Linked DNA regions of Mus musculus: regions 1, 2, 3, 5, 6 and 7 are each linked to region 4. The links are chromatin contacts, called in public HiChIP or PLAC-seq and promoter capture Hi-C maps. All regions are on one chromosome and are shown on one strand. The core of a region is the stretch at or near the end of the contact, and the rest is flanking DNA. Distances in the headings are between cores, read along the strand shown.

The links. Promoter capture Hi-C pulls out the DNA fragments that hold promoters and counts their contacts. HiChIP or PLAC-seq counts read pairs in DNA pulled down with a chosen protein or histone mark.
Region 1: a contact with region 4 is called in a promoter capture Hi-C map of hippocampal neurons, with 6 times the contacts expected there. The contact joins the promoter of Dreh here to the promoter of Tmem232 in region 4. A contact is called at or near these places in 1 of 39 promoter capture datasets (hippocampal neurons), 1 of 15 datasets of contacts at CTCF or cohesin (large pre-B cells), 2 of 115 datasets of contacts at active chromatin or transcription factors (fibro-adipogenic progenitors and large pre-B cells) and 1 of 9 other capture datasets (adipose tissue).
Region 2: a promoter capture Hi-C map of embryonic stem cells shows a contact between it and region 4, with 5 times the contacts expected there. The contact joins the promoter of AU016765 here to the promoter of Tmem232 in region 4. A contact is called at or near these places in 9 of 39 promoter capture datasets (the 3T3-L1 cell line, the HPC-7 cell line, cranial neural crest and 5 more) and 3 of 115 datasets of contacts at active chromatin or transcription factors (embryonic stem cells and large pre-B cells).
Region 3: a contact with region 4 is called in a promoter capture Hi-C map of hematopoietic stem and progenitor cells, with 3 times the contacts expected there. The contact joins the enhancer-like site here to the promoter of Tmem232 in region 4. A contact is called at or near these places in 7 of 39 promoter capture datasets (the 3T3-L1 cell line, 3T3-L1-derived adipocytes, cranial neural crest and 3 more), 1 of 484 Hi-C or Micro-C datasets (cortical neurons) and 2 of 115 datasets of contacts at active chromatin or transcription factors (embryonic basal ganglia and forebrain).
Region 5: a contact with region 4 is called in a promoter capture Hi-C map of hippocampal neurons, with 6 times the contacts expected there. The contact joins the enhancer-like site here to the promoter of Tmem232 in region 4. A contact is called at or near these places in 12 of 39 promoter capture datasets (the 3T3-L1 cell line, the HPC-7 cell line, cranial neural crest and 7 more) and 1 of 115 datasets of contacts at active chromatin or transcription factors (embryonic basal ganglia).
Region 6: an H3K27ac HiChIP or PLAC-seq map of embryonic stem cells shows a contact between it and region 4, with 3 times the contacts expected there. The contact joins the enhancer-like site here to the promoter of Tmem232 in region 4. A contact is called at or near these places in 2 of 39 promoter capture datasets (frontonasal cranial neural crest and hippocampal neurons) and 2 of 115 datasets of contacts at active chromatin or transcription factors (embryonic stem cells and large pre-B cells).
Region 7: a promoter capture Hi-C map of second pharyngeal arch cranial neural crest shows a contact between it and region 4, with 8 times the contacts expected there. The contact joins the enhancer-like site here to the promoter of Tmem232 in region 4. A contact is called at or near these places in 4 of 39 promoter capture datasets (the 3T3-L1 cell line, embryonic stem cells, hippocampal neurons and 1 more) and 1 of 115 datasets of contacts at active chromatin or transcription factors (large pre-B cells).

The regions. Positions count from the first base shown.
Region 1 is chr17:64,764,446-64,768,370 of GRCm38.p6, forward strand. Dreh (down-regulated in hepatocellular carcinoma) reads left to right here and starts at 2,666. Exons shown (of 2, transcript NR_105051.1): 1 at 2,666-2,899; 2 at 2,994-3,486.
Region 2 is chr17:64,553,903-64,557,460 of GRCm38.p6, forward strand. It overlaps AU016765 (expressed sequence AU016765), which reads right to left and starts at 1,688. Exons shown (of 4, transcript NR_045899.1): 1 at 1,502-1,688.
Region 3 is chr17:64,620,734-64,624,352 of GRCm38.p6, forward strand. The region is part of intron 1 of Man2a1 (mannosidase 2, alpha 1); the gene reads left to right. Among named protein-coding and RNA genes, the nearest start is that of Man2a1, 21 kb to the left of the region's middle. Within about 2 kb of position 1,763, at least 106 of the 459 cell types and tissues checked have an H3K27ac peak or open chromatin away from gene starts, as enhancers often do. A contact at or near this core is called in hematopoietic stem and progenitor cells, where this site is marked.
Region 4 is chr17:65,539,259-65,542,811 of GRCm38.p6, forward strand. Tmem232 (transmembrane protein 232) reads right to left here and starts at 1,524. Exons shown (of 15, transcript NM_001008973.2): 1 at 1,452-1,524.
Region 5 is chr17:64,578,075-64,581,797 of GRCm38.p6, forward strand. No RefSeq gene overlaps it. Among named protein-coding and RNA genes, the nearest start is that of Man2a1, 22 kb to the right of the region's middle. Within about 2 kb of position 1,842, at least 48 of the 459 cell types and tissues checked have an H3K27ac peak or open chromatin away from gene starts, as enhancers often do. A contact at or near this core is called in hippocampal neurons, where this site is marked.
Region 6 is chr17:64,872,211-64,876,198 of GRCm38.p6, forward strand. No RefSeq gene overlaps it. Among named protein-coding and RNA genes, the nearest start is that of 4930583I09Rik, 38 kb to the left of the region's middle. Within about 2 kb of position 1,786, at least 31 of the 459 cell types and tissues checked have an H3K27ac peak or open chromatin away from gene starts, as enhancers often do. A contact at or near this core is called in embryonic stem cells, where this site is marked.
Region 7 is chr17:64,641,869-64,645,436 of GRCm38.p6, forward strand. All of the region lies in intron 4 of Man2a1 (mannosidase 2, alpha 1), which reads left to right. Among named protein-coding and RNA genes, the nearest start is that of Man2a1, 42 kb to the left of the region's middle. Within about 2 kb of position 1,898, at least 23 of the 459 cell types and tissues checked have an H3K27ac peak or open chromatin away from gene starts, as enhancers often do. A contact at or near this core is called in second pharyngeal arch cranial neural crest, where this site is marked.

The sequences.
Region 1 (3,925 bases), core at 1,416-3,915, 770 kb before region 4:
CAAACATACACATGATTTAAAAATAAAAAAGAAAGAAAGAAATAGATGAATCTTAAGAAAAATAAGAAAATTTTAGTCTTGGACTTCCTGTAGTTAAAAATCAATCTGTAACTCCCTTGCCCTGAAAGACTATGGGAAAACAGTATAACCTTTGCGCTTAAAACAGTGTATCCTTTGCTTTGGAAGAACAAAGGCTACACTGTGGAGTGGGCCCAAGCAACACCTCCCCTTGTCTGAGGATGCGCCATGGTGAAAGGAGCAGGTGCACGTGTTTGTCTGTCGCTTCTGCCTTGACTCTTTTCTATAGAGTATATTTTAAAATTTTAGTCTCAAAGCAGAGTCCAAAACTAGTTATATATCTATTTTAGGAACAGAGAAATATCAGAAGTTCAAAGTCATTATCTGAGAATGAGCTTCGCTTTAGCTAACACCAGTTGTGGCCAGGTGGCTATCGAGTTGACTAGGCACTACAGATACTGAGCCTGATTTGCGTTCAGTTCCTCCTATGAGAATGGAACTCATAGTGGATTGAATTGTAGCTTCCAACATGATGCATGCAGGTCCAAACCCTGCAAGCTATAAATAAGACCGTAGTAGGAGGTAGGACCTTTGCAGGTGTTATTAAACTAAAGATTTATAGAGGATGCCACCTCAGAGTTCCTGAACAGGCCCCAAGTTTACTGCCAAATGTCCTGATGAGACAGATAAGAGGACACAGAGACCAGGTGGTATGTGACTGTGATGGCATCAAACGGTGGACGCAGCCACTGTTGTGATCTTGGCTGCAAGTTAGGGGACGCCAAACTGAAGCCATAGAGCAAAAGAACAGTGCTGACACTATTGGGATCAGAGCAGGATGGATCAAGTTTCTGGTGTGTTAAGCTAACTAGTTGGTGGCCCTTCGGGACAACGGAATTTTAATCTTTCGTTCTGATTGCCTCCTGGGGGCAGACTCTGTACACCCTGTAACCCTGCCAGAGAAGGAAGAGCTACGTGAAGCATTATAAGAATTCCAAACAGACACAAGCATGCCAAGATCACAGCGGTGCTCAGGACTGTAGGGATTCTCGGAGTAAGCTCAAGGATTGTCAGGCCAAGTTCTCAGCACAAAGGCGTGCCAGAGGACAGCCCCAGCAGGGACAGGGTACTAGAGAGGATGTAAGGAACAGACGAGAGGAGGGATGAGTCAGACGCCAAGACTGGGAGGCTTTGCAACTTCTGACTGTCTGACAATCAGAAAGTTTCTTTACTTACACAGATTTTAAAACATTCATGACTTCAATAGGTGCAGATCATATCAATGTATTCTGATCATACTTTTCTAATATGCCCAGGGTTGCAGGTTAAGCCCAGGTAGAAAGGTTTTATTATTATCAACCCCATATCCTTTTTCCTAAAATTCTAAAAATCGTTTTAGCGCAAGCAAGCAAGCAAGCAAGCATGTAACAGACTGTTCTCAAGCTGGCAGCACTTAGTGGTTTCAAGATGAGAATAGATAGAGGATGGATAGAATCTGAGTCAGTCTAGGTGAATCACCCCGCTTTAAGAGGTATATTATCAACTTTTAGTGGTCAGCTATATTGCTTGCAGATTTGCCTAAGCCTGAGAATTTGGGCTTAGGAGTCTTGTTGCAGTTATTTATAATCTTGTAAGAATTTGTTTAATAAAACAATCTTTTGTTTCTACATTAATCAACAATACAGCAGCCTGGTGTGAGCCATTCTTTCCAAGAATGACAAATCCTAATGCCTTATTCTTCTTAGGTTCTTTTATGTTGTTCTTACATCACCTATACATGCTATCATCTTATCTTAGTCATCCTAGCTTGTGTTATGGAGTTCTTACTAGGGGCTTTGTATGTATAGTCTCTTTTCTTGTATGTTATAATTCTAAGAAATTCTAAATATTTTGTAGAAGGAGTTCTTTGCTCTGATTTACTGTCATCTCTCCTATCCTGCTGAGCCTTGTCAGCCCCTCTGAATTTAAACAATTCTTAATTGTTTTTGTTTCATGAATTTACCCAGAGACAGATAACAATCTCCAAGGCACAGGGAAGACTCCCAAGTAGGGTCCACTAGGGTTGTTATTTCCTTAAGAGCAGGGGCTGGTACATGAGGACTTTCTTAGCAGAATACATAAACAGTTTTGTCAGAGAAGACCTGGGTGGATTGTCGTGCTTATAGCTCCGCCCCCCAAAAGTTTAACACACAGAGATGTGAACCAAAAGTAAAGGACTTCAGACTCATAGCATGTGACTCAGCTTTGCTGGTACCTTGTCAAAACAGCTGTGCTCGCCTCATGACTTACACCATTCCCTTAGGAAATGGCAGTGCCGAAGGGGATTTGACAAAGGGCAGGGAATAAGAGACAAAGGCAGGAGGGAGAGGACAAGAGAGAAATTTGTCTAGGGTGTCGTGCAAACGACAGCCTCTGGATAGAGAGAAAACAGACATGACCCATAGACAAATGGTAGTTTGTGTTGTGAAATTGTGAAAACCCCCATGTTAGGATGAGTTGTTTTTTTTTTTTTTTTCCCACTGGGCTTGTTAAGGTGGCCAAAGGGAGGCTTTTGATTGCTGGACTTCAATACTGAGGCTGAACTTTGATACTCAGCCTCCGGGGAGGAAGAGGTGAAATAAGGGAATGGACCTTGAGGGCTAGTTGCAGGACTATAATCTAATGGTTTTTAGCAAGGCAGAAGGGCAAGGCCTACTAGAGCCATGATTGCCATCCTCAGGCCTGCTAGAGCTCCTTCAAAATCACTATCAGCTTCGATTGGTGTGTGTAATGCTCGGGAGCTTAGAGTATATCTGGAAGGGAAACAGGAGCTGTTTTCAAGGATTCACTTCCATTTGTGCATGACGACAACAATGATGACACTCTTCTCCATTCAGCTATGGTGAGTAAGATCTCCCAGACATGACATCACTGGGTGTTGTCCCTAATGGGATTTATGAATGGCTTTCACTCACCAGGAGCTTTTTACCTCTTAGATGCAGATGATGCCCCGCTCCCTAGTCTCACAGTAGCCATGAAGCAGGTCAGCCCTGTATGACGATGGAGCCTGAGAGCTAAGAAGCCAGGCTGAAAATTAAGCTTCTGTGATCCAGTGCACTGCTTATTGGCTTACCCTGTAGGAAATGACTGGCAGACCCAGCAGCAAGTTGACAAACTGAAACTCTGGTCACCGGGAAAGTGCTCTTACGTGAACACAGCAAAGAGCAGAAATCAGGAAAGAAGAAAACAGACAGAGATACCCATCGCAAATGTGTCAGATACCAAAATGTGCCACTGTCACATGAGTCCAAGCTAGGATATGATGACCTCATCTGATACTGATTGTAAAGAGGTGATCACTCAATAATAGTAAGGCATTGATTAGAAAAACAAATGAAACTGAGTGCCTGTCACAAACAGATGAAAGTTGATTTGTACACTAAAGATGCAATTGAATAACCAAGGTTATAAGTACAATAAAATAAAAAGAAAATATTTTAATTGCTTGAGAATAAAGGTCTTTCTAACCTTGGTATAAGCCTGAGCAATACAAAGAAATAACTAATTTGATGATAAGAATTAAAAATGATATTGCCAGAGATGCTATACAGACAAAAGAAAGTGAAGAGGTATTTTCAATATGTGTTATTAGTTTATTTAACAATCACATGTGGTATACCAGCTATAAGACAGAAACTGTCACTGTGAGGACAAAAATGAGGATAAGCAATCTTGACTTCAGTGAGCTTGACCTGCTGAGTGAGGGACAACATGGAACAAGTGCTTCAGAATACCCTGAGTATTATAGGTCACATCTAGTTGTCATAGCAACACACAAATGCAGAAAGTAAATAGGACATGACCTCTCTCATGTATAAAGAATTTATTAAAATCAATGAGAAAAATGGTAACACAGGCAAGCTGACTG
Region 2 (3,558 bases), core at 438-2,937, 990 kb before region 4:
TCTAAAATATAATACGTAAGTCTGAAGAAAGCAGGAACAGATAAGCTGAAGAAAAATCATATGGTTACTTGGGACACTTGATTTTCTCTTTTCATTTTTTTCCAAAGTGTCCTTATATGTTGGGATCAAGGAAGTAGTCAAACTAGGTTCTAGAGGCAGTGTGGGTTTTTTTTGTGGACTTCTAATTTTTTGATGTTGGGGTTTTTCACTCTAATTAGGAATTTAGGTTCCCTGAGTGTTGAAATTTGGGATAAAAGTTGGTGATGGTGTTTTAACAAATACATACACACACACACATATACATACATACATATATATATATATATACACACACACATACACACATACACACACACACACACATATATATATATCATAGTTCTAGTGACCCGGAGAGAAAAAAGAAATGAAATAGGCCCAAGTAGCTATAAATTGAAAGATGTTTATATTAAAAAAAAAATTATGATCAGAAATGTGTTTTGGGAATCATCATGGGTTGCTGGAAATGTGCTAGAATCTATTGTTTCATCAAGAATTCAGATTGTGGAATCAAACAGTCAGACACACCAAATAGATGATGGTGATGATTGACAGCTGCGGTGTGTATGGGCCTGGCCACGGGAGGATGCTGAAGCTCAAGGCTGGCAAGGATTTCAGGCCCCACTAGCATCCTCTCAGCGCGTCATCATAGCTCTGCATTGTCATTGATCACCACGCTTCGGTGCCGCAAGGACGAGGATCTTTCTTGGCAATGGGTGCTTGTTTCTGAGACCTTTTTGTTTGACTTTGTCTCTTTGACATATTTACCCAATCCCAAAGATTTCAGTCAGTTTTATTTACACAGTCTGAGTTAACACCCCCTCCCCAACTAACTATATTGTCATCGCCAAGACATGTGACCAATTTCCCATGAGCATGGAGCATTTCCTGGTTATCAACCACCATGAGTAAACCCCACCCTAGAAGGCCTTCAGAAATTCCCAAGTAGAACCAAACACCACTTGTAACTTTTTTTTTCCCTTCCTTCCTTAGGTAGGCAGAAATTGTACTATCATTGAAAATCAGTCTGGTGGTTCACTTCACCGCAAGGACAAAGAATTCAGTCTCATACCATGGATTTTTAAAAAAATGATAAAATGCACAGAGTGAAAAGCATTCCATGAGTGATTTCACACATGCTGCTAAGTACGGCAGAGTATTGCCAAGACTGGCCTTTAATCTCCATGGGAAGCCATAACAGCTGTACACTCTTATTTGCTGTCAAATGCCTTTTGCATGGTTCTTAGAGAAGACAGGAGGCAGGAAATCCTTCCCATTTATCTTACCTTACTTTCTTTGACCCGCATCTCTTCTCATTAGCCCTCTATATCTGTTGATAGCTTAGAATGTGCAGATTTTGCCAGCCCCAGGCAGAACAATCAAGCTGGATAGAAGAGGTTTGGTGTTCCCCCAACTGCCTTGGAGGCACCTGTCTGCCTCCTCTTCTCAGTGAGCTTCTCACCTCCTGACCTCAGCTCCAGTCCACGCCAGCACGGATCCTCAGTAAGACTCAGTTCGGTGTATTCTTGTGTGGGATCATGTGTCATCAAGTTCCACCTGGCTGGATGAAGTGAGCCTGGAGGAGCAGAACAGCGGGAGGGAAGTCGGACTTACTGAAGTCGTCTGTCTCCTGAGTCAGGAAGAGCAAGGATCTAGACTCTTAGCAGGTGCTGAGTAATACTCTACCCTTTCTCCTGGAAAACAAGAACCCAGAAGGTTCTGGACCAACCAATGCAGAATAATCAGAGGAACTGAATTTGATTGGTGGTAGGAAACCCTTTGGACAATCATTATCAGCTTTAAGCAATTAACTAGTTAAGCTAAAATGTCAACTGGTTGATTGGCTAAAGCTGTAGGTAGTTCATGAATCCTCTAGTTTGCCTCTTTTTTTTTTTTTTTTTCTATAAATACTATTGTTGTGGATTTGGTCTGTTATTGGTGATGGTGGGAGGCTTTTGTTTTTGTTTTCTTGGTTATTGGATTAGTTTTGTTTCTTTGTTTAGGTAAGGATAAATGGCCTGGGATATATTCCTTTTAGCACTACCTGTAGGCATTTCTAGGTATGCTTTGGGTTCTTCTGACCTCCTACTGCATTAAAACTCAAAACTGTCTACATTAAAACTAAAATCACTACACTTTCCCAACTTTGACACCACTCCCTTCACCTGGAAACAGTTCTCAACCCCCTTTAGAACTGCCTACCTACTCAACGGATACATAAGTCACATACATAGTAAGAAGTGGATGGTTTCAGTGGTATTGTAAATGTAAGTTTTTTGGGAATTTTATGAGTCATTTGGCATGACTTGGTGACTTGCCATCAGCCCTAAGTGATAATTATATATATAACAAATGCTACACAAACTAGCTGTCCTCCATCCCTGGAGTGTAAGATCTAGGCTCGACTCGGAGGCGATGGCTCCCACCATGCTGATAGCTGTCTGCGTTACTGGTTCTTGAATACCTCCTTGCTTGACATGTGTTTGGGATCCATTTGTTGAGCAGATGAATGAATTTGAGACAGGATGCACGTTTATTCTGGCCTTTGCTTAAAACTCTGAGCCTAGGCAGACTCCCCATGGCTCCATCCTGCCTGCCAACAAGTTCCTGTGATAGGTTGCCTCCTTGGCTACCTACCCATCCTCTCATGGTTTTACTCCTAGCTGGTAGTTCGCTTTCTGCCTCTTTCATCTCCTGCCCAGGTTCATGGACATCTGACAATACATTTCAGTAGCTAGGGAGAAAACACTGGCAACTTTCAGAGCCCTCCCTGGCTTCTAGTTCAGCCACACGGTTTCTGTGTGATCTCAGAAGCTCACAGCCTCCTGTAGCCTTGGTGGTTTTATGAATTAGAACGTATGTCATCGTCATCAAGCTGTGTCCATCCCAGTGGGATCACGGGAATCAAAGGAGCCGACGCACGGGCCAGGGTCCCGTGACCTGTAAAGTACCATAATTCACCTTGAGACAGTAGGAGTCAGAATTGAAAACCAGCTCTACAGCCCGAAGCAGGGCTTTTACTTTTCCTAGGCTTCTATTTCTTCATTCGCAGACGGGATAATAACACCTACCATTCAGGGCTTTTAGGAGTTCAGTGAAATTGTGTGAACAACAAGACTGATAAATACAGTTCACAGCAACCTCTTGCCTTTCCCAGTTTCCTGACTCGGGTGTCTGACATGGTATCATCATCAATCTCAGTCCGTTCTTAAGGTGCTGGGATTCTTGAGAAAGAACCGCTCTGATCCCGCTGCGGCAGAGAAAAGGCTCTGGGGTCAGAGGTCAAATCATTTGTCCTATGTGCTGGGCCCTTCACATGCTAACCTTGATCTTGAACGAGTCCTCGGTCTCTAGGCTTTCTCAGTAACTGTTCCTACTTGAGGTAGGATAGGAATTAGGCTGATAGGCCGGAGGGAGGAGAGGGAGGGTTCTGCGTGGAGTACTTAGCGCCCCACCTGCACTCGGTTGGTTTTCTGTGGGCCTTAATTACCACTGTTTCCCCAGAAACATTCCTTTACC
Region 3 (3,619 bases), core at 513-3,012, 920 kb before region 4:
CCAAGCTACGAAGTACAGTAGATGGCTGGATTTTGCCCCTTTTCAAGATCCCTTGGGAGTCCAGTTTAATGGCATCCTGGTGAGCCATGTCTTGTAGTTAAGGGAGGCACAGGGGTGTGGCTGACTTTTAAAGATGCAGATAGTGGGGCTGGAGAGACTGCTCACCCTGGGTTCTTCTCTCAGCACCCACACAGTGACTCAGCTATGTGTACCTCCAGTACCAGGGAACCTGATACCCTCATCTGTCTTCCCTGGGCATCACACACATGTGGGGCAGAGTCATACATGCCGTCAAAAATCTCATACACATAATAATAAATTAATTTAAAATTTAAACATATTAGACTACATTATGTCATAAGCCTATGAGACCGTCTGCTTCCCGTCGGTTGGAGTAGGAGAACTGCCACACCACTGGGCATGGGGAGTTTGAACCTGCAGCCTTGAGAGGATTTCCCCAGGAGTGAAGCCTCGGAGGAGATGACAGAGGTGGGCTTGGGCTTAGAAATTGGGAGGACCCTGGCCTCTGCTTGTGAGGCCTCTGAGCTGTGGAAGGAAAGACAGCCCTCTTTGCAGGTGAAGCCTGAAGGAAGAAGATGCACAATCAGCCGTGCTTGAGTGGTCACAGTAACTCTCGTCGCCAGCAGCCCGTGTCCTCCCTGGGGCAGATCATTATGTAATGTGTTAAGAGTTGGCTGTGGACAGTGATGGATCTCTTTCCTAGGATGGAGTGGGCACCGATCCTGGTCTACCTCGTTGTAGACTCTAAATTAGCTCTGCCCAACGTCTTTGATATGTGCCAGCTTTTCCCTCAGCTCTTCTCTTTCACCACTAGCAGAGAAAAATCAAATATGACCTTCTTCCCCCTCCCCGGCAGAACAGGGCTGAAGATGCCTCCCCATAGAACTGATTAGCAAATCAAAGGATAACACGCTTTTCTCACCAGTGGGTTTCTTGCCCTACAGAAAACTGTCTTTTTCAGTATTCCTATCAGCATTCTTTGACCTGTCAGCGTAATTGAAACATTATCTATCATTTCTGTTTCTTTAATGCACACCACAGGTACATCCCTTCAGGCCACACCATTTCCTCCCAGCCATGTGGGTGGAGTTTGCCTATGAGGTATATGGTAAGGATTTTGGCTGTTTGGAGGGAGACCTTATTCCGGTGTGTAATATAATTTAAAAATGGTTTTCATTAGACCATTAATGCTGACAGAGCCTCAGGGCACACTCTTCTACCCGTACTTAAGTTACTATAGAACCCTGGGCACTGGTTGTTAATTGTATCTTCAGAGCTATCATGAAAGTGAAAGCCACCTTTAATGTCTGTTGGCTCCCTCTTCCCAAACCGTAGCAGGTGATGTTTATACTGAGTCTTTCTCTGACACGGAGGGTTTGGGAGCAAGGCCCATAGCAGAAGCTTTCCCTAGACTGCTCCTTGCCCTCCTCACTGTGAGTGTTGAGCTACAGTGGGCAGCTGGGCTAAGGATGTGGGTCCAGGGGGAACCTCGTCCAAGCACAGAGAACCTTGGAGAGGTGTATCATGCTCAGGCAGCCTCGCATAGTATCGTTAAAAGCTCTGAGAGCACACCAAAGCTTCATTTTAGGGAGATAGTGCGACAGCTCTGAAGGTCTGATTCTGCACAGAATGGGGACTTGCTTGATTGAGACCTCGGTGCTACGATGGCCTCTGGAGGGAGTTTCGGTTTCGAGACTGGAACTCCTCAGCAGGATGAGTCAGAACAATTGTAGGAAGCTCCAGGCTGTTCTGATGTGGTCATGTGTGAAGAATCTCCCCATTTGTTCCCTGTAACTATGGAAGTGTGGACAGAGACACCGTGCGTTTGACTCTCAAGCCTTTTTATTCTTTCGGGTTCCATGGGGAGCCACAGCAGAAGAGGGCTTTAGGTCTTTGCATAGCACAGAACTGCTGGCCCTCATAGCCAACACTGATGTGGCCTTCGTTGGTATGGCGGGCATGGCCAGCCTTTTTCCAGTGTACTGGCATGGCCATGGTATTACAATCTACATGTTTATACTCTGGAATTGTACACTCTAGTTATAAAAACAGCCATACAGGAAACCTCATCATGTTAGAGGCAGTTTAAACAAATAAGCTTTTTGTGTTGGGCCACATCTATAGTTCTGCGCTGCAGGCTGGAGGCTCCTGGCTACCTTATCACTAAAGGGCTCTGGTGATCTGGAGCCCACATGATTTCTCTCTCTTCTAGGTATGATCAGAGAGTCAGTCCTGTGTTGAGACCCTAGGTCTCCTTGGCTATGCTGTGTCCTCTTTGCACTTTATCTGCCTACCCAACTTTATGAGTATAATTAAATCTTTGACTCACTGTTAAACCAACAAATATTCACAGTAGGTTAAAAACAATGTAGGTTTTAGTTAGATGTTTTGTCAAAATTGCACCATTGTAGATATTATGTCTTTCCTTTTGCTTCCTCCAGGTTGTCAATTTTCATCAATATTCTATTTAGATAAGTTTGTGTAAGGTCTTCAGATTTTGTTATTCATTAAAAAATTACTTAGAAGCTGGGCATGGTGGTGCACGCCTTTAATCCCAGCACTCGGGAGGCAGAGGCAGGTGGATTTCTGAGTTCAAGGCCAGCCTGGTCTACAGAGTGAGTTCCAGGACAGCCAGGGCTACACAGAGAAACCCTGTCTAAAAAAAAATCCAAACAAAACAGAACAAATTCTATGATGGGTGTTTTAACTGCACGTGTGTCTATACCACTTGCATTTCTGGTGTCCACCATTGGGTCCCCTGGTACTGGAGTTACAGATGGTTGTGAGCCACCATGTGAGAGCTGAGAATCAAATCCAGGTTGTCTGGAAGAGTAGATAGTGCTGTTAACCAGAGCCATATCTCTGGTTCTTTCTTCTTACACTTATTAAAGATTTTTTTTTAATTTTATTTTAAAGTGTATGTTTGTGGTGTGTGCGTATGCATGTGTGTTGCTTATAATGCTATCTTGTATATTCAAACACACACATACATACACACACATGTATGACAGTATATATCTTAGGTATTTTTGTCTTCCCACCGTGTGGCATTCTTCCCAACCCTAGACTTACAGTTCAGAGCAGTTATTGAGAAACATTTTACAAATGCATGAATATCTTTCCTGTACTTGGAACTGAGCATCCAGGGTTGAACAAGTCAGAGATGGATCTTCCTGCCATTAGCTGCAGGAATTGGGAAAGCAAGGTTGTAAGGATGTCAAGCTTTTTAATGTGGGGATCAATTAAAAACAAAAATGCCCTGCATGTCACACAGCATAATAAAAGCACCCTGACTGGCTTATTAGGGCATGCTTATGTCTGTGGCAGTTAAGAGTTGATGAATTGATTTTTTTCTAGATTGTTCAGTATGTGTTAACAAAGGGAGGTAGAGCACTCTCATTCAGCTTGTATGGTTTTTGACCCTGCAAATTAACCCCAGTCTATTTTGCTTAAATTTCAAACTTCACTCTTGAATATAACATGTATCTGCAGTAGTGGTTCTAGAGGCCCTAAGATCGGTTAGGCCTGGATTTGGGGAGACAAGGAAATCATCTGTAAATATCCCGGCCATCGTCTTACACTTTAAAGATTAGATAAA
Region 4 (3,553 bases), core at 274-2,773:
TACCATGTTAGAATCATAGTTTCAACAAAGTACCTGCTAGGTTACTGCAGGAAACCAATAGTCCTAAACAGTTAGCAAATTGTTTATGTTACTGCTGAAATGGAATACAAAGTAGTGGGGGTAGAATAATTCATTAACTTGCTGAAGTTGTTTTGAAAAGATTTGAGGGAGTGGGGACTTAAACTGAATCAACCAGAAATATTTGAAGAAATGAACCCAGAGGAAGAAGAGGAAGAGGAAGAGAAGGAGGAGGAGGAGGAGGAGGAGGAGGAGGAGGAGGAAACAACAGTGTGGTTAATTTAAAACAGTAATTCCCAAAAGTGCAGTGTGGAACAAATTTGTGTAGACTGACATGCTGTAAGATTTAGGGGGTTATTAGTATATGTGCATATATAATGAATCTTGAATGACAGATAATGTGATATGTATGTAATTTTCTCCAAATTTATTGACAAGAGCAACTTTTTAGAACACTACTTCCTGGAATTATATGAATGATACATTTTGGGGAATGTTCAATAGTTATCAGCAAAATGGAAATCTAGCACTTACCTTGAAGCCTTACATGAGAAATCAAAACATTTCTGAGACATAGCACGTATTGAAATAGCTCCAACAAAATGCCTGGTTGCTTGGCAGTTTGTGTGTTTTTCTTTCTAGAAAGTTATTATTAATCTCTGGACAGCTTTTTAAAGCTTCAATTAAAACAAGCTTCAGAATATGTGACTTCAAAGGCGACTTCTGAGAACTAGGTCATATAAAAATTAAACCAAGCCTTTGGACATGTAGCTTGCATCAGGGAACACCAGGTTTAAACTACAACTCTAAAGAATCTGACCAGAGACAACAGAGAAGACGGCATCGATCAGATGAACTTTAATTATAGACTTCTACCCAACTCTTCCCTACCTCCAGGAATGCTTCCTGAGTGATAACTTTGCCATTATTTTCTAGGTTATTTGTGAGTTTTTGTTTTGTTTTCATCTATTCTTTGCCCTTTCCGTGTACTAATCTTTATGTTGGAATTTTCTCTTTGAAAATCCAAAAGTGTACGTGTACGAGGAGAATGGGGAGATGGTAAGAAGACGGAAGACGGGGTGGGGGAAGAACTGAGTTGCTGGGGACCATGAACACTGATCAGCAAAGCCCTAGAACAGTTATCAGAGCTCCCCCACCTTCTATACTCTCCCCAAAACACTGCCTCTATCAAAGGAGCTAGCGGAAGTTGCAGGGCACAGACTCTAATTTGGAGCCTGATACTGTAAAACTGGTAAATAGGTCTGGAGTTTCCCAATGACTAGAAGTCTCTTCAACTTCGAGACGGGGCTTTTGGGACTCTGAGGGGGTGAAGTTCAACCTACATTTGGGTCTTTTGTGGTCTGGGTTACTAAAGGATAGGACCGTAATCCTAGTTCCCCAAGTCACCGACAATAGGGGCTACAATTACTCACCCCAGCGCTCCCGCCAGGCTCTCCAGCTGGTTGCTAAGGATGCTGTGTAAGTCGCTCTTGGAGCCCGCTGGCTGACCTTTAACTGTCTCAAGGGTTTAGCCAATCACAAGCTGTCATTCCACCAGCCCTACCCCACCCGCACCTCGCGTGTACTCAGATTATAAGCAATAAATCCAAACAAGCAAGCAAACGAATAAACAAACAAAAAACAAAAACAAAAACAAAAAACAAAAAACCTTCGTTGGCTTAAGACGACCGAAAAGCTCACAGCTGTGACTCCGCGTGACTTCCTTGTGTACTGTGTGTAGCTGCCAGCAGCCGCAAAAACGCCTTGGCAGCAGTCAGCACGTCCTCCATGCCTAACGCCCTGTTAGACCGTATATCTTTGGAAGAAGTTGCTATTGGCAAATTTCTTTCTGTAGAAAATCTGGAGACTGTCACAGCAACCAAATACGAGTCACCAAATACCCAGGGTGTTTTGACACATACTAACCACAAGGGGGCGAGTTTAAATTCAATGCCTTAAAAACATCCTGTAAGATTACCTGTGCCGACTAACAAAGGAAAGATTGGGTTTTTACAAATGTTCACACCTGGAAGTACTGACGGAAAACATTTTTAGTTACATGGGGAAACCAGTGTACGTACATCTTCCTATGACATAAATTTCCTAAAAATAATTGGGTGCTTCAAAAAAGAGACTCATAGTGGAAACTATAACGTTAGCATGAACTAAGGTTATCAAATAGGTCTTTTGTATTCTCTCTCTCTCTCTCCCCCCCCCTCCTTTTGGAGAGGGTGAAGCATAGTTTTTTTTAACTAAAAAACATTATTTCATACAATATATTCTGATTCATGTATTTCCATCCCCAAATTCCTCCCAGATCCCCCCATCTCCGTACCTACCCACCCAACTGTATGTTCCTTTCTCTCTCTTTAAATAAGAACTTCAAGTCTCTGAAGAAAGAAATTAAAGATCTCAGAAGATGGAAAGATCTCCCGTGCTCATGGATTGGCAGGATCAACATTGTAAAAATGGCTATCTTGCCAAAAGCAATCTACAGATTCAATGCAATCCCCATCAAAATTCCAACTCAATTCTTCAACGAATTAGAAATTCATCTGGAAATTCATCTGCAAATTCATCTGGAATAACAAAAAACCTAGGATAGCAAAAACTCTTCTCAAGGATAAAAGAACCTCTGGTGGAATCACCATGCCTGACCTCAAGCTATACTACAGAGCAATCGTGATAAAAACTGCATGGTACTGGTACAGCGACAGACAGGTAGATCAATAGAATGGTAAAATATAAAAAAAAAAAAAATTTAAAGTTAAAAAAAACTAGAAGAACGGAAGAGGGGGAGGAGGAGGAGGAGGAGGAGGAGGAGGAAGAAGAAGAAGAAGAAGAAGAAGAAGAAGAAGAAGAAGAAGAAGAAGAAGAAGAAGAAGAAGAAAAGAGAAAAGAAAGCACACAAGCAAAACAGCACTTGGGAGGCAGAGGCAGGTGAATTTCTGAGTTCGAGGCCAGCCTGGTCTACAGAGTTAGTTCCAGGACAGCCAGAGCTACACAGAGAAACCCTGTCTTGAAAAAAAAAAGAAAGAAAGGAAGGAAGGAAGGAAGGAAGGAAGGAAGGGAGAGAGAGAGAGAGAGAGAGAGAGAGAGAGAGAGAGAGAGAGAGAGAGAAAGAAAGAAAGATGGAAAGAAAGAAACCAAAATAAACAAGAAAAAAAAAAAAAAAACACTAAACACAAAATGCCCAACCAAAGCAAGATGAGATCAGAGGGCTACCAAAACCCTGCTGAGCTTGTGCCGGCTCATGTCTGCCTTGAAGTGGAGTTAATACACCCAGACAGGCTCCGCTGGAGAGAAATGCTTTCTCCTGGACATGAGGCATCAATTGTAGATAACTTCTTGGTTAAGGATCTTCACCTCCCCTTCTCAGAAGAGTGGGACCTCCCCTGGCTTAAACCTGTACATTCTGGCTTGAAACCACTGCTGTTACCTCTGTGAATTCATATGTGCATCAGTTCTGCTGTGTTTGGAAGAGTTTCCTTGGAGTCACCCATCACATCTGGCTCTTACAAATGTCCACCTATTC
Region 5 (3,723 bases), core at 592-3,091, 960 kb before region 4:
AAAGCAAGTAAACAAAATAAAACTGTTTAAGTCACAGGGAGCTCAAAGGGACTCCCTTCATCCTGGGGCCGGGGCTATCTCCTTACTCACAACTACTGCTCTTTCCTTGCTACCCAAAAGCAACACATCTATGGGACACTTTTGTTATTAAGTATCCTGTTCTAACAGGTCCATGAACTCTTTAAGGGCAAGGACAGTATTATTTTCTGAACATCTGGTAGGGTTTTAGCAGGAAGCTTGAAGAGAGCAAGCAGTTGGTAATTCCTCCTTAATCTGATTTGACATTTGTTTGTTCTTTGTTGTTAGTAATGCCAAACCGAGAGGTTTTGAGATAGTGCAAAGGAAAACAAGATAAAACAAACAGTAACCAGTATGCCCTTCCCCCTGGCTAAGATAGGATTGAAACATTTTCTGCCTCTACCAACCATTTCCCTGGGGAGTCAAGCCAAGCCTCCAACACATTAACAATGTTAATGTTCTCCTGTAGGCGGACAGGCAACTCTTGGGCTTGCTTCTAATCTTCCTTCTCTTCTTTAGATAGAATGACTTAACTCCACTAATTTTCAGAGGCGGGGGTGGGAGGAGTGGGGAGAGGAGGTGGGGTGGAGGGAGCTGAGACTGTCTTCGGGAATCTCCACTTGTCACACATATCCTATATGGAAATGGAAAGAGGCAGAGATGCACAGATAAACGCAGAGTTTAACCCCACAGCCCCAGAGCAGAACTATTAAGAGCTTCAACCAGAATGGGAACTTGATATTTTGGGCTATTTAAGAACATTTATTATTTATTTGTTTGTTTTTTATTTATTTATTTAGCTGAAGCCAGGCAAGTTTTACTTTCAGAAATAGCTGCAGTCTCTATATCTAAGTGGGTATGGACAAAAAGGAAGACACCAAAAGCCTGTGGGAGGTTCTAGTTTTTAGCTCAGCTGTTTATATTCGATCATGCACTTGCTTGACTGTGAGACTCTGTGACTCTCACAAATCTTCCTAACTGGCCTGGCAAATCACTAGGAATTTCCTAGGAATGCTGGGGTATTTGTCATCCCCCCCCCCACTCTTGCAGAAATTAAATGGTGGGATATTTTGTGCCTTTTGATGAACATGTTTCTACACTGTTGTAGAAATCAATATTTTTAGCTTGGCTCCTTTTCAGGAACCTCATTTTCTGAGCCCCATTTTTTACCTGTAAATGAACAAGTTAGACAAGTTGACTTTAGGAATCTTTTCCTCTAGGTCACTAATGTTCTGTGTTATGGCTTATTCGAGATAGGGTATAAAAGAGAGATGTCCAGCTGAAATCAAGGACACACGACGTGAGGTCCCAGCCCTGCCATTTCCCAGTACATTAATCCTCTCTCCACCTTAGTTTCTTTTGCCTGTAAGATCCATTTCAGTTCTAAATTGTATAGTTTTATGGCATTGCTTATTGAGTCTGAAAATATCACAAACATAAGATCTTAGGAATTACCTTTAAGACTTTTGTACCACACAGATTGTATGACAAAAATAACCGAATTGGATCATCAACCAATAGCATTTATTGTACAAGCAAATGGTTTATCTGCCCAAATGTATAGAGGTGACAAGATGTATATTTTGCAGACACCATCATTAATGATGGTCTCACTTGTCCTATAGTAATTGAATTTTAAATCACAATTAATATTTAACACTAATTACTGCCACGATCTCTTGTTTTCATGAGGTTCAACACTGTCAAGTTGATAAATTTTGTATTTTTAACACTCTAGTTTGCCTGCTTCCTAGGATGGTGCGGCTGGCCAACAGCCAAGTGAGCACAGATTGGCGCTTCATAGCCTTAGAAAACCACATGCCTGTCAAGTGCTTATGTAACCCACTTCCTGCCGCGGTTTCCACTTTCGGGTTTAACTAATTCTTTTCCTTCCTCTTCCAGGAAATGAGGTGTCATTTAAAAAAAAAAAACAAAACCGAAACGTTTTCCTTGATTATGGTGGGACCAGTGTGTGAGTCTGAGTGTGTGAGCACAGTGGGACAAGATGTTTTGGGCTACAGCCACCATCTATGAGACTCGGGGGAGCTCTGCTTTGAGGTAGGACAGCAGGCCTATCTACTTCCCTTCTGTCTCACTGGCTTTGCTAAGAGAGAGACAAGATAGGATGGCTTTAATGTATCAAACAAGGAGAACAAACAGTGGACTATTGGTAACATTTCTTGAGCCTCTCCTATGTTGCCAGGAGCTGTTTAACTCATCTTTGGCTCATCCGGATACTTGAGCTACCAACAGGCTTGGGAGCTCTGCAGTGCCCTTGGGACTCTGTTTTGCACTCACCCCCATTCCCTCCCTCCCAGTCATTTTTTTTCCTTTCCATTCTTGATGGTGTTTGTCCACTGAAACGCCTCATCTGATGGGAAGAAGACCACCAGAATACTCGTGGTCCCACTCTCCTAACTCAGTTAATCCCAAGGGTGAAAGACTCCCTCTCGTATCTGGGCTCAGATTGGTCTTCTTGTCACATGTTCATGGCTGGCCTGCACCCTATGCTTAGGGGTCAGGCACAGGGGTAGGCCCGTCCCTATGTGGAGTAGGGGTGTGTGTGTGTGTGTGTGTGGTGTTGTGTTTTATAAAAAGATAAGCAGAGAAGGAATATGTTTGGTGGAGGTGCTATAAGGTGTGGGGGAAGGGGGTGCCTCTGCTGGCCCATGCTGAGGCATCCCTTCCAGATTTGAGTTTATTCAGGGTATGGGGAGGGGATCTGAGAGAAGGGGGGGAGGAGAGAGAGAGAGAGAGACTGGCCATGAACACATGGAGAGAGGTGGGGGGAGGAGGATGAGGAGGGGGGAACAGGAGTAAGAGGACAGCAAGAAAGAGAGGAGGGGCAAGCAGCCCCCTTTATAGTGAGTCAGGCACACCTGGATGTTGCCAGGTAACTGTGGGGCAGAGCCTCGACTAAATGCCAACTGGAGGAGTTTTCTTTTTGAAGAGGTCAGGGGGAAAAGTAGTGGTGAAGTTTCCTAGACAAAGATTACCCCAGATGTCACAGTGAGCTACTTAAGGGCAACGTTGGTTTGAGCTGCCAGTTTGAAGGTTTTTGTTGACTGAACAGAACAGTCATCCCAAATGAGATGGCTAAGAGTTGTTAGTTGTTAGTTGTTATGCGGGCACACCTGTTAGCAGGCATTTCTCAGGCTGCCTTGAACTGCCTCTCTCCCTCAGCTGAAGGCTCCTGCCATGCTGGTGCTGAGGCAGCAGCTAGATTTCTCTTGGAGACGAAGCCATCTAGATTTAAAGGCATATGGTCTGACTTGGATGGCATACAGTTTGCAAGATGGCTTCGAAGCCAAGCTTGCTGCTTATTTCATGCCCTGCGTATTTAATCGCTGCTCGATGTGAATGGAGCATTTTATCTTGAGATCTGAGCCACTGACATATTACCTGTGTTCAGTTAGAAAATCTCTTCCAACATATCAAGGTGATCTTCGGGAGGTGCAGGGGTGGGGGGAGTTCATGGAGATGGTTTGCTTGGGGTAGATTGCTGTAGGGCACCCATGTTTTCGGTCAGCTTGATCATATTGCAGAAAACAACAACCACCACAAATGCTCTTACTTGAATAATTTTCTGGAAAAACTTGGGGTCCTGAAGAAAAATTCTTCTGTGGTTAGTGAATATCTTTGGCTTATTTCAGCTTCTGAAAGAAATATATCATGGAGCCTTGCCCAAGTCACTTGTTGTATGAG
Region 6 (3,988 bases), core at 536-3,035, 670 kb before region 4:
ACTCTGGCTGTTAACTGGTATGAGCTATGGGGATTCAAAACTCTATGAGCTCCAGCTGCCTTTTCTGGGTTGTCTTCCTAAGCAAGACACAGTTCTCTGATAATCAATGAATGATCCTGCCCCATCCTAGAAATGTAGCTTCCCTGTGTGCTGTCACCAGAATAGCAAGCCTTGCAACATCTCAGCTATAGCATAGACTTCCAACCTCCAGACACAGAGGAGAGGTTCCCATGGCAGGTCTTGGTTTGGAGAATGTTTTCTGCCTGGCCTGATTGGCAAAGTCCCAGTGGGGGAAAAAAGCCCTCTTTTTAGTATGGTAAGTTACTGATGCTAATATCTGGCAGTCCATGTTGGTTGCTCTCTGTTTTAATTAAACATTATTTTGCATGGGTTCCCTGAGGAGTAGGCTATCATGAAAAAGCACCATTTCATAAATCTAAGGAAAAAAACTCAACAAATACATGCCTTGATACCGTTTTAAATTTCTGTATTTTTCTAAGTTTCTTCTCTATGAATCAAAAAACAGCTATAGGTACTTCGTACAGTGCATGAATGATTCTTCCTTGGAAATGCAGCCAAAGGCAGACATTGGTAGCTTTGCTACATATTTCCATATTTCTATGTGGACATGGGGATCTATAAATATGAATACTCCCACTTTCAGAGTTTGAAAATAGAACTCCAAATTTTATATACACATACACACACATATATATATGAATATGATATAATATATGAATATATATTCACATATATGAATATGATATAATATAATATATGAATAAAACTGGTTTAGTTTCTAACTCATACCAGCTCAGCTCTCTGGAAAACATGCTAATAAACCCATTGTCACGTGCTTCTTTGAGAGCATCAGTATAATTAAGCCCTTTTAAAAAGAGAACAAAACTACTTTGGAAACCTCAATTTGAAATACAGTGAGGCCTGATACCTCATTATAGCTATGCAGGGCTTTTTCTCTTGCTTTGATTTCCTGGCAAAGCATTATTTTATGCCTTTGTTCCCCTTCAGTGATCATAATAGTCTTGGCATGAACCTTGCCAGGTAGGTGAAAAAAAAAACCTCCCTTCTGGGCATTTCTTGTCCTTTGGGGGGATATTCTTAGAGTTAACCCTATCAGTGGTCTACTTGGAGAGCAATTGATGGGAAGCACGAGGAAGCTCTCAATTTCTGACTCTGTCCTTCTCTTTGCTCAAGATGTCCTTGTGTCCTTGAGTCTGCCCTTTCCCATTTACATCCCTTCCTGTGTACGAAGAGGAATCCTTTGAGTGTGCACATTACAGTGGACCTTCAGGGACATCGTTGAGGAAAGGCGAAGACTGGTAGAACAGCTCTGGGAGGCTTTTAGCTAGAAACCTTAGCTCCCTCAGGGGCTTTTGTCTCTCCAAGCACTGTGGATAGAATGAAGTGTTTTGTCCCCTCTTGCAAGAAATTCCTCAGAGAACAGGAAGGAGAATCCTTCTGTGCTTGGAGTCCTGTTCCCTGCGGGAAGGGAAACTAGAAGAACAAAGAATATAAGCATAACAAATAAAGCCAGTGAAAGCTGCGCTTTCCAACTGACTGCTCAGGAGCTGACTGTAGCCCTTGGGGTTAGGAGTTAAAACACCCCACTTTGCACCTGTCTTAATGTCTGCCCTGAAGGGTGAGTTGTTCTGGTTGACAGGATTAGGTCCCTCTTCATTTCTGCATTGGCTCCTGAAGCGTGAAAGGAGCTAAAACAAAGAGATCTTTAGTTCTCCAGCCCTACTTCAGCATTTCAACACTTCAGTGCCTGCTAGTGGTGGTATGGGGAATTGCAGCTACTGTCATGGCTTCACGCTGCAGATTATAGACCTTAAATGAGATCGTGCAAATCCGTTCTTAACTCTCTGAAGAGAGTTAGGGTTCTCCTTAAGAGATCCCTTTGTTATCATGTTTCTAGCATTATAAAATTCTAAATAAAACATACATGAAATATGTCTTGAGACATAGTAAGAAGCAAGTGAAACGGTCTTTCCTCTGGAAACGACCAAGACATCATCGGTACTCTTCCCAAATCCTGCCTCAATTTGGAGACAGTCCGGATAAACCCAAAATTATTTACCATAGTTTATGGGAGGGATTTGAAGACTTGATACTAAACAACTCCCTAGCCCTGTGTTTGTTTTCACACCGTTTACTAACAATATCTTTCTGCACCCGAAGCCCACCCTAGTTTCCCGTGTTTCCAAGAGTGAATGCTTTTCCTTGCCCACCAACTCAGCAGCCTCTTGATTGATGGCCCTGCTTCCTAGACCACTAGTGTGAGCCTAATAGAAAAAGAAGGCAAGAAAAGGTTCTACTCACAGTACAGCTCTGGTCTACACTGGAAACACAAAGACAGGCTCTTACCCACCCCTCAGCTTCAACCTCTGGAATATCCAGATAGAATAGTTTTAGCGTTTAGATCAACATCAAAGTGATGCTTAGGCTGAGCATCTTGTGTCTGACCTTATTATCTTGGTTTGAAACCTTCATGAGGTTCAGCATATATGTTGATCAAGTCTTAAGAAGTTCTGTGCCTTGACCTCAGCCATAAGCACTGAGTGTTGAACCCTAACCCATGGTGTCTGTCCACCTGTGATGTCTGTCTATCTGTGGTGTCTGTCCACCTGTGATGTCTGTCTGTGGTGTCTATCCACCTGTGGTGTCTGTCTATCTGTGGTGTCTGTCCATCTGTGTCTCTCCACCTGTGATGTCTGTCTATCTGTGGTGTCTATCCACCTGTGGTGTCTGTCCACCTGTGGTGTCTGTCTATCTGTGGTGTCTATCCACCTGTGATGTCTGTCCAGCTGTGATGTCTGTCCACCTGTGTTGTCTGTCACCTGTGGTGTCTATCCACCTGTGTTGTCTGCCACCTGTGGTGTCTATCCACCTGTGATGTCTATCCACCTGTGATTGGTGTCTGTCCACCTGTGATTGGTGTCTATCCACCTGTGGTCTCTGTCCACCTGTGTCTATCCACCTGTGATGTCTGTCCACCTGTGATTGGTGTCTGTCCACCTGTGATCGGTGTCTGTCCACCTGTGGTCTCTGTCCACCTGTGTCTGTCCTTGGGCAGCTGCTTACCATCCTTGCCCCAAGCAGCCCATTCTTAGCACTGCCTTCCCTTTGGAAGACGGTGATGCATACTAATGGCCACAGGAGCATTCACTTTTAATCTGGCTTTACAGTAACTCTCAGACTTTGGTATATACTTAGTCACGTAAGACCTTTCCGTTATTAATGCAGCCTGATTCTGTACTCGTTACTTGAATGAGAATCCGCACTTAGAAATGATTTTTATCAGCTTGGCTTCTAAAATGTCTTTGAAGCATGTAAGACCTGACTAATCTATACAGAGCTTTATATCCCCATAGGTGGTGGTCATCCTGAATCAAATGACATTTTTAAAAAGAAGGTTTACACCTTTGAAATCTTTCATATGAGATAATTCCTTGGTCAAATAAAAGATACATATTTAAATAATTTGTTTGAATAGGGCAAAAATCTACTGAAAGAAGGACTCTCCATCTTCATCTCCCCTTCCTTTGTTGCCGTCATAGCTTATTCTGGCTTTAACAACTTGTACAGAAAGGTTGACACCTGGAACCAATTTAAGACAACTTTATCATCTTTGCAGCTTACTGAACTTACTTAGAAAAATTAATTTATCACCAAATTATTTCCTAGGGGGGAAACTATACATTAAAATAATTGAACAGAATTTTTTTATACTCTCAATGTCCCTGAATTTATCCCAGCCATTGAGCATCTAAAGAATAACTCTAAGGGCAATCAAACAGTGTTGTCAGACTGGGAGGTTGGAACTGACAGTGTAGGGTAGCTGCGCTCTGATAGTGAATATGCTTTTCTTTGTTAAAAGTTAGAAATGTGACTTTGTTCCGGGAAATACAAATTTTTAAGAGTGCGGAAGTGAGGCTGGTGCCGGTGAGTCTGATTGCTTAAGCCG
Region 7 (3,568 bases), core at 648-3,147, 900 kb before region 4:
GGGCTGTGACTCCATCAGTGACTTGCATGGAGTCCATCACTGATAGGAGGTAGGAGGGTACTGTGCTTGCAGCTCCCTGTGCTTGGTAAAGTGAGGGCAGGCTTGGATTCCATACATGGCGGGTCAGATGCTGCAGGAAGCAAAGCTGGATCCTGAAACAGCAGACCTTTAGGAATTAATATTCCCCAAGCTTGTAGAGGAAAGGGCAGAGTTCCCTGGGCTGATGAGGAACTGGCCAACCAGAAGAGACTTTAGACAGGTCTAACACCTTCCACACACATAAATCAACACACGCCTGTCCCATATGTCTTGGCTCATCTCTTCTATAGAACTGTAACACTGCTAACACTGGGAACATATCGCAGGCTTTCTCTCTCCACTTCTGGATAAACTATAAATCCATCCATTTTTTTTTTCTTCACTAATTATCATTTTCTAACTCTAGAAACACAGGAAAACCAAGGTAGGAGGTTCATGGTTTGGAGCTGATAAAAGTGGTGTGCATGGGGAGAAAATTCTGAAAGGAAAGAGATTGTGGTTAGTGTCCAACATTCAGCTTTCTTACTGGACTTGGCTCTACAAAAGAGGGACAGTGCTGGAGCCTCTGAGAATCAAGTTCATGGCAGAGCACTCTGGCTTTTCAGGCAGTCATCTGTGAGCTCAGAGAGAAATGATGGTCCTGTCTTGGCTCATCCCTGGTGTGTTTTCATCTCTTGTTTTCTCCTTGTCGTTGTCCATTTTATGTAGGCAATGCCATATAAAATGGTTAATATCTGCCTGGTTTTGATGGGTGCCAAAATGTCCCTTTTGTATGATTCATTTCAGTATTTAAACCCGCATGGTAATGGTGCACTCAGTCTGCCGTCTTAAGAAAGCTCTTTGGAAGCTGCTTCTTTGGCTCAGTGGAGGGAGCGGAGCCATTTTGCTTAACCTAAATAAATAAATAAATAAATAAATAAATATAAATGTTTTCAGAAATTTGAGTTTTAGTTTTATTTAAATTTTTTGAAATTTTCTTCTAGCTATAAATACTCACCTGCATTCACTTATGCCACCTGACTGTAGATCTAGTTCAGGGGTTCTCAACCTTCCAAATGCTGTGACTCTTTAATACAGTTCCTCAATACAGTTATGGGGACTCCCAACCGTAAAATATTTTCATTGCTACTCCATAACTGTAATTTTAGTACTGTTATGAAAAATAATATGAATATCTGTACTTTTCGATGGTCATAGGCAACTGCCAAGAAAGGGTCCAACCTCCAACCCCTTGTCCCCGGGGGTTCCAACCCACAGGTTGAGAACCAGTGATCTAGGGCAATGGCATTTGTTCTCTTACTTGAACTGAGAGTCCACAGTGTTCCTAAACAACAGGCCATGTCTGTGCATTTTGCAGCAAACTTAATACAGCCTCAGATTTTTGTTCTCGTCATTTAAAATTCTTAACTAGTAAATAGATAACTGGCAACATTTTGGGGGCTCCTGTTGTAATGTTTGTACAATGTTTTATTTTTCCTCTTTATAAAAATGAGCTACAAGAGCAAATGTTGAAACCTAAACTTGCAAGCTATCTGCTGTGTGGCAGCCTCTGGATTCCACTGGAGTCCACTGAAGCCTTCCTTGCCCCTGGAAGAGCACAGATTGATGCTGGACTTAATAGAAACAGCAGACGTGTCATGCGATCAGTCCCTCATCGTGATGCACCACTCAGCATTATAAACCTTTAAAAATGAAACTCAAGTTAGCTAACAGAGAGATCCATGCAGACATGTGGAACATGTTGCCTTTCGTAATTCAGAACAATTTAACCAATTATAGTTGCTGTGCCCTCTTGGAGCCTTTGTCCAGAGGATTTCAAAGAAACTCCCCTCCATTAAGCAGTCAGCACGTTTTCTGTACAGGCTTGTTTTGTTTACCTTCCTGGCTTTACACGTGGCTAGTTTTGGCCGTCTGTGGTGAAGTGCTGGGTAATGTTTCTAATCCGCTGGGATGTGAAGTGGCTGACTGATGCTGTCAAGTGTTGCCCCTTAGCTTTTCCTTTGGCTGACAGCTCTGCCCTGGGCCCCAAGATAGTGGGATGGTCTCTATGCTGCATCTCTTTCTGCTGTCATGACCAGTGCTTAGTGCAGAAACTCGCTGACTGGCTGGAACCTGAAACATCGTGTGTTCATGTCTTGACCAGCTACACTGTGTTGGTTTTTGCTTTTGTTTTTTTGTTTTGTGTGTGTGTGTGTGTGTGTGTGTGTGTGTGTGTGTGTGTGTGTATGTTGTGAAATATACATTTTGTGTTTGCTGCGCATCAGTCAGTGTAGACTGTATTTTTATCATATTTATGTGCTCTGACACTTTCCCAAGAAGGCACAGGCTTTTCATCTGATATTCTAAGCACCCTGTTACCTTTTCTTCAGTTTTGTATTTAAGTAAAAATTTCACTGAGCTTAGAAGCATTTGATGCTTCTTGCTTAAATCCTAAGACTTAACTCATGCACACTTTGGGTTTTCCCAGAAAAATGGGCCATTCATGCTGTTACACAGACTCATTATTATACATTTATACCGGTCAGATTTTATGGGGTTTAATCAAAGGCTGCTGTAAAATTTGCAGAGAGCGTGAAGTCAGTGTGTTTTGTGAAGTTTGAAGTCAGCTGCAGATTTCAGTGGTGTGAGGAGCCTGCAGCGTTTCATCAGAGCAGAGCATGCAGCTCTGAAGTGACTGCTTCCTCACCTGTGAGGTGACACTCGATTTGGGATGTCCAGTCACTGTTTTTGTTTTTGAGACAGTTTCTCTGTGTTAGTGCTAGTTGCCCTGTCTGTGAGACGAGACTGGCCTCGAACTTGTAGACATCTGCCCACCTTTGTTTCCAGGATGCTGTTACCAGCACTGGAAGTACTCCTGAGTCTAAAGCCCAGACTTGACTTCCTTCATCTTCCGTGGTTAATGGTTTGGTAAGATCCCAAGCCTGTTGAGTGTGTGCTGTGTGCCAGGTGTGTTCAAACCTCAGCAAACCTCTGGCTTTTACGGCCTGAGGTGTCTTGTTAGTGGGCATGCAGGAAGGGCCAGGTGTCTTGTTAGTTAGTGGGCATGCAGGAAGGGCCAGAGCATGGATGCTTCCCTAGAACACAGTGCCTTGCCCAGTTAGGCTGGAATCTCAGCTCAGCCTGCTCTGGGTTCTTGGACTCAGACCTCTAATCCCATCCCCAGTTGTCTTCCTGTTGCCAAGCCTGCACTTTGCTTTATCAGCACAGTTTTCTCCCCTTGTTATGTCTATGCTCTAAGGTGCTTTAGTGACGCTCAAAGGTCACAAAGTGCACCCAGTCTTTGACGTCGATGTCTTGTTCAGCTCTCAAGTGTCTGCCTTTGTCTCTGGCTGCCTCCCACCTTACATTTCACCCTTATGTATGCCTCCTTAATGCCCTGACTTCTGGCATACCGACCTGCTGCTGTCTTCATACGCGTTATTGTTTTATGCATTGAGTAATTTCATACGTAATCTTTCCCATGACTCAGGGAAGGTATTATCTTACCTCAGAAGCCTTCCCCTACTGACTATGTTCTTCATTGGACAAA